Linked DNA regions of Sus scrofa: region 1 is linked to region 2. The links are chromatin contacts, called in public HiChIP or PLAC-seq maps. All regions are on one chromosome and are shown on one strand. Each heading gives the region's core, a stretch centred on a gene start, on an enhancer-like site or on the middle of the called end of the contact. The rest is flanking DNA. Distances are from core to core; before and after follow the strand shown. Region 1 holds the start of WSB2 (WD repeat and SOCS box-containing protein 2). Region 2 holds the start of VSIG10 (V-set and immunoglobulin domain-containing protein 10).

Region 1 (2,700 bases), core at 108-2,607, 51 kb before region 2:
CGCTCACTGAAAAGAAAGCCCTTATCTAGATAGGAAGGCTGAGAGAACTACCTCTGCACCTAGCACTGAATGCCTGACTCCAGCAAACAAAGAAATGTCATTTCCCAAATTAAAAAGTTAACACCACCCCAGGGAATACCCCGATTTCAACCTACCATCCCCCCTCCATCAAACAAGCCAGGGAAAAACACAGACATCCACAATCAGAATCCTCCAGATCAAGATGAAGCTTGAACTTCACTGGAAGAATTAAAAGGGTTTCTGGAACAAATCCTGAGCCCAGGCCTGACCCCTTCTGAGGATTTCCCCTAAAGAAACTTTGCCTTTAAGCACGGGAGTATTCAAGAGCTGGAACTCCCAGAATAAATCACAAGCCCACCCCAAATTTCTATATTAGTGGGGTTTAGGGGTAATGTGGTTGGAAGGAAAAAGCCTGAAGGGCGTGCCTTTGCATAACAAGTACACCATCCCCACTGAGACTGTTCTTTCATTTGGGCTGACCCTGCGAGGGTATCCAATATTCTCTAACTTTGATACCGCTTTCTGATGACAGCTGTTAACAAGAATAGAGGTAAGCACCTCACTCACCGGTGTTTCCTAAACTTGTCCCATCATCCGTGTCACCAGGGATCAGCATCCCAGTTCCACCCCCACCTCGACGAATCAGTCTCTACTGGGAGAGGCTCACAATATATTTTTTCAATACGGACCCCAGACCCCATTTTTATGCAAGTTTGGGAAGCCCCCAACCACCCCCTAAGGCAGATACTATTATTAGCCCATTTTGTAGATACAAAACGGACTTGGATTAAGTGGCTTGTCCACAGGCACACCGCTTGGAAGGGGCAGAGCGGACTCTCATCCAGACCTACAGCGCGTCACCTGGCACCTGGGCACCCACATCCTCGGGTATCACTCCCCACGTCCCACTCGGACCGAGGCGTCGGGATCCCGGCGCCCCCCACTGTGCCAGGGGGGTGGGAAGCCGCGCCACGCAGAGGCCCGTCCTCCTCCGGTCCAGTCGGCGGCAGGAGACGGGGTGGCGGCCTCTGACAGCGAAAGCGAAACAAAGCTGGGCGCCGGGCGCGCACCCCGCCCAGGAGACGCGGACAGCCCAGGCCCCGCGCCTCCGCCGCCCCCGCCCCGACCGAATCCGCGCCCGCGCCCCACCCCCGGGAACGGGCCCGGCTCCGTCGGCGGGGAACGCGCGCCACGGCCCCCACTCACCTCCGGCCTCCATGAAGGACATGCGCGGCCCGCGGCAGGCGGCGGGCGCCTCAGCCCCCAGGGCCACCGGCCCTCATGCCGCCGCCGCGCCACCCGCCCCCGCCCCGGCCCCGGCCCCGGCCCCGGCCCCGGCCCCGGCCCTGCAGCCGCCGCCGCGCCCGCCGCCGCCCGGAGAGGCCATCAGCTGCTTCCCGTCACATGGCGGCGGGCGCGGGCGGGGACGCGCGGGGGCGGGGCTGGGGGCGGGCGGGAGAAAACCCTGGAGCCAGCTGCGGGAAGAGCGGGGGCGGGCAGGTGGAAGCAGGAGGGTTCGGCCCTGGGCGGGGGAGCCGGGCTGACGGGAAAGGGGGGGCAGATGGAGGCCGACGGGATCGGCGCGGGGAGGGGGAGTGGGTCTGATAGGAAGATAGGGAAGGAACGAGGAAAACGGGGTTGGGGGGTGTGGAGTGGATCTAACCCGGGAAGAGGCGGGGGTTGCTGGAGGAAAAAACGGGGTTGGGGCGGGCAGGTGAACTGGGGCAGGAAAAAAATCGAGGGGAGGGTCGGGGAGCGGGGCTGAGGGGAAACGAGCTGGAGGAGAAAATGGTGGGGGGAGAAACAGGGGGCGGAGGGTACACCGGTAAACCTGGGAGGAGCCAGGCTCAGGGAGATCGCAGGGATGGGGTAGAACCCGGTTGGGGGAGAGTTGGGAGGAACAGAGTGGGAGGGGAGTGACACGCGTCTGGTAAAGACTGAAGATCGAGGGAGGTGTGGGTAACAAAAAAGGGGATGTACGGCGGGGCTGAGGGGAAAACGAGGGAGGGACTACGGAAAGGCACTGGAGAGCTGAGGAGGAAACTGAGGGTGATGGGGCAGCGTGGAAAGGGATGGGAATCAGGTAAAACGGAGGGGCGAGCAGGCAGGAAGGAGGACCTGAAGACACCGGGGATCGGAAGAATCGAGAAAACAAAAAGGGAAGACAGGACTGGGGGGTGAGGGGTCCAGGAACACCGGAGGGAGGGGGAGCCCAGAGGTTAAGCGGGAGCCGAAGTAGAGGAGTAAAGGGGGCTAAAAATGGAGGATCAGAGGAAGGAGCCTCCGTTTTTTAAAAAATGGAAACCAGAAAAGGAAAGACTATCGGGAAATGGAGGGTGCGAATGAATATGACCCGGTTAAAAGGGGTATGAGAAACGGGCAGCCGGCCAGAAAAAAAGAGGAGTCAACAGGAGTAGGGGGTCCAAAAATGGACAAACTGGGTGAACTTGTGTGTGACCCAGGAGGCCTGAGGAATTACAGGGAACAAAAGTGAAAACAGGCAGAGGTAAAAAGAGGGGCAAGGGAAAGAGGCTTGTATTAAACACACAGCATGAAAATGGAGGAACTGGGTCAAACAGAACATGGGAGGTTAAGGTAGGAAGCATGGGTTTGCTTTGAAAAGGAAGCAAGTTGGAAATGGGACGGCTTTGATTAGAGCTTGGAGTGAAGTAAAGGAGT
Region 2 (2,723 bases), core at 176-2,675:
GGCCCTTTGCAGCCTCGCCCGCTGCCCACTCCAAGAAGGTGAGGATGTCCTCCCCTCCATCAAGCGTCCGGGAAAATTCCTCCCTGCAAAAAACCGAGCTGCGAGCAGGAAACTCAAGACCCTACCGGGGCGACTCCCGGGCCGAGGCCACAACCGGATCCCGCAGAGTAGGAGGGAATTCGGTCCCCGGCTCTAGGCTCCCCACCGCTGCCTGGCAAAGCTCAACTTTTCCCTCCAGATCGCGGTCCCTTACCTGCGACGACCCAGCGGGTCAGGAGCGCCCAGAGGCAGACGAGGACCTGAGGTTCCGGCACCCGGACGCCTGCGGCCATCTCGCCCCAGTTGTGGGCAGGGGCCCCTCGGGAAACGCAGGCTCCGGCTAGGCTGGGTGTGCGCCCCTCAGGGCCCAGCCCCTGGGGTACTGAGTGCTCCTCCCAGGTCCTCGGAACGACTGAGTAGCTCCACTTTCCGCAGCCCCTACGAAGGATGCTTGGGTGAACTCGATGTGTGAGGCTAGCAGCTGCGCTGGGTTCCGAGCGCGACTCTCTCTCGGGAGCGCCCGGCCAGGGTGGGAGGGTGCACCCCGCCCCCTGCGCCCGCCACCCACTCCGGCTCGCGGAAAACAACAGGAGTCGGGCTCCCTCCCGCCTCCCATCCAGGCGGGAGTTCAACTTCCCCTACCTCGCCCGGAGAGGAGGGCTTTCTGCAGAGGGCGCGCCGAGTCGGGTCCGGACCGGCGGGGGAGGAGCGCTGAGGCTGGTCCCTCCCAGAGCCCACTCCGCCCGGGACGGCGGCCGAGAGTCGCGCGGCCAGCTGGGCCGGGTAGATCCCTGCAGCTGCCGCAGGAGGACACCCCCGCCCCGGCCCGTTGGCTGCTGCCTCCCGGGCGCTCTAGCTGCTGCACCCGGAGGGGCGTCGCGAAGGGGCCGGCTGCCAAGCTGCAGAATTCAGGGTTCTTTCGGCTGAGCTGCTCTAGAGATTTTCATTTGTTTCCCTGTGCTCCGGGCGGGCGCCGGGGCCGCCATCGCTGCCCTTCTCAACCCTTTGCAGAAGGAAGCAAGTCTAGATCAGAAGAAAGATGATCCCTTAGACCTTCCAGCCAAGAGCAGCCACGAGACTCAGGTCCTCCGGTTAACTGGATGAGACCTCACAGTAAGAGTGAGGGCCCAGGTTCAGCGGAACTGGGTTCTCGAGAGCTTTTTTGTTTTTCCCTTTTAATTCCCCCGCCCCCATCCAGTCTGGTTCCCAGAGAGCTACATTCCCGGGCTAAAATACCCCTCTTCCCACCATACCCCCATCCCATTCTTCTGTCCTGGGGAAAACAGGGTTACAATCTCTTTAGGAAGACGTGCTCCCTGAAACAGCTGTACCAGAAACTTCGTCTTAAAAAAAAAAAAAGCCAAAAAAACAAAAAACTGCAACTAATACAGTGACATATTAACTGTAGACTGCAGGAAGTCTAGGAATGTTCCCATTCTTTGGACTTTTCTGTGTTTGAAAATTTTCTCGTCACCTCATCATAAAATGTTGGGGGGGGGACAAAATGCTATAAGAAAATCATTCACTCTGTTGCCCAAAAGTGCCTTACTGAAATACTTCTCCCATGAGGAAATCCTCTTGAAACCAGTGAAGAAGCATTTTTCGCCCATGAACTGAGCCATAAAGTTGCATAAAGTTCCTTTTTTTCCCACTTTTGCTCAGTGATTTTACCTCTTCAGCCAGCTCCTGACAGTTTTCCTCTTTCCTCTCCCACTTTTGCTTTTGTTTTTCATCTTTTTACTTTGTGATGGAAAGTCAAGCCTCTCCATGATTCACCTCACCATCCTTTATTCCCAGAGCCTGGCAGCTTGGTTACCACCCAATATATGTTAAATAAGCAAATGAAATTTCCTTGCAGCTCCTCAAGCTTTTCTGACGAATACCTCACATCCTCACCTTAAGTTAACAAGATATGAATAAAATCAGTAAGTGGTGAGTGTTCTGTTGAGGGTCTGGAATTTTCTGTGACCCTGACAGTACCTCAAGGGGAACTTGCTCAGAGTAGGCCCTCCTGGTATATTTGCTGAATCAAATGCTCGGTGCTTAGGCCCAGCTCTCCACTGTCAGAAGGATCAACCTCCTACACAATGTTTTACAGCAGTGATTACAGCACCTCACTTTTGCATAGCTGGGAACTTTTTCTAAAGCAACTTTAGAGTCTTAATCTCACTGGGCCGTCCTTCCAACCCTTGGACCTGAAGAATCATTCAATCCCATTTTACAAGTGAGAAACCTCCAGCTGGGGGTTAAACTCCAGGTCACCAAGCCAGTTGGTGGTAAAACCAGGACTGGAACCCATGTCTGTGTGACTCCAATTCCCGCCAATATGCCAATCTTGTCACTTATGCTAAGGCTGCCTTGGTCTTGTCAACTTGAAAGAAAAATGCACAGTATAAAACTTGTGAGTTAAGTTTTATTCTGAAAACTTACTGAGCACCACAGCCACAGAGACAGTTTCAGACAGGTCTGAGGAACAGCTCCAAGAGAAAAGGGAGGGAGCCAGGATGTGTTAGAACTTTTTGGCTGGAAGAACAGACATCTCAAGTTAATGATGTTAGTGTTTTTCTTTGTATGGGAAGATGCAAGAATCTGGGGTCCTTTGAAATTTTTCCTTAGGTACTCATCTTTACTATTTAGGGGCCTGTATATCCAAAGCACAGAATGTTTCCTGGTTTTCTAATTCC

What was found. HiChIP or PLAC-seq counts read pairs in DNA pulled down with a chosen protein or histone mark.
Region 1: an H3K27ac HiChIP or PLAC-seq map of skeletal muscle shows a contact between it and region 2. The contact joins the promoter of WSB2 here to the promoter of VSIG10 in region 2. A contact is called at or near these places in 11 of 47 Hi-C or Micro-C datasets (brain, embryonic fibroblasts, fibroblasts and 4 more) and 2 of 2 datasets of contacts at active chromatin or transcription factors (alveolar macrophages and skeletal muscle).

Annotation. Positions count from the first base shown.
Region 1 is chr14:34,607,622-34,610,321 of Sscrofa11.1, reverse strand. It overlaps WSB2 (WD repeat and SOCS box-containing protein 2), which reads right to left and starts at 1,357. Exons shown (of 9, transcript XM_001925977.5): 1 at 1,228-1,357. The coding sequence starts at 1,249.
Region 2 is chr14:34,556,862-34,559,584 of Sscrofa11.1, reverse strand. It overlaps VSIG10 (V-set and immunoglobulin domain-containing protein 10), which reads right to left and starts at 1,425. Exons shown (of 10, transcript XM_001924427.5): 1 at 682-1,425; 2 at 254-477. The coding sequence starts at 332.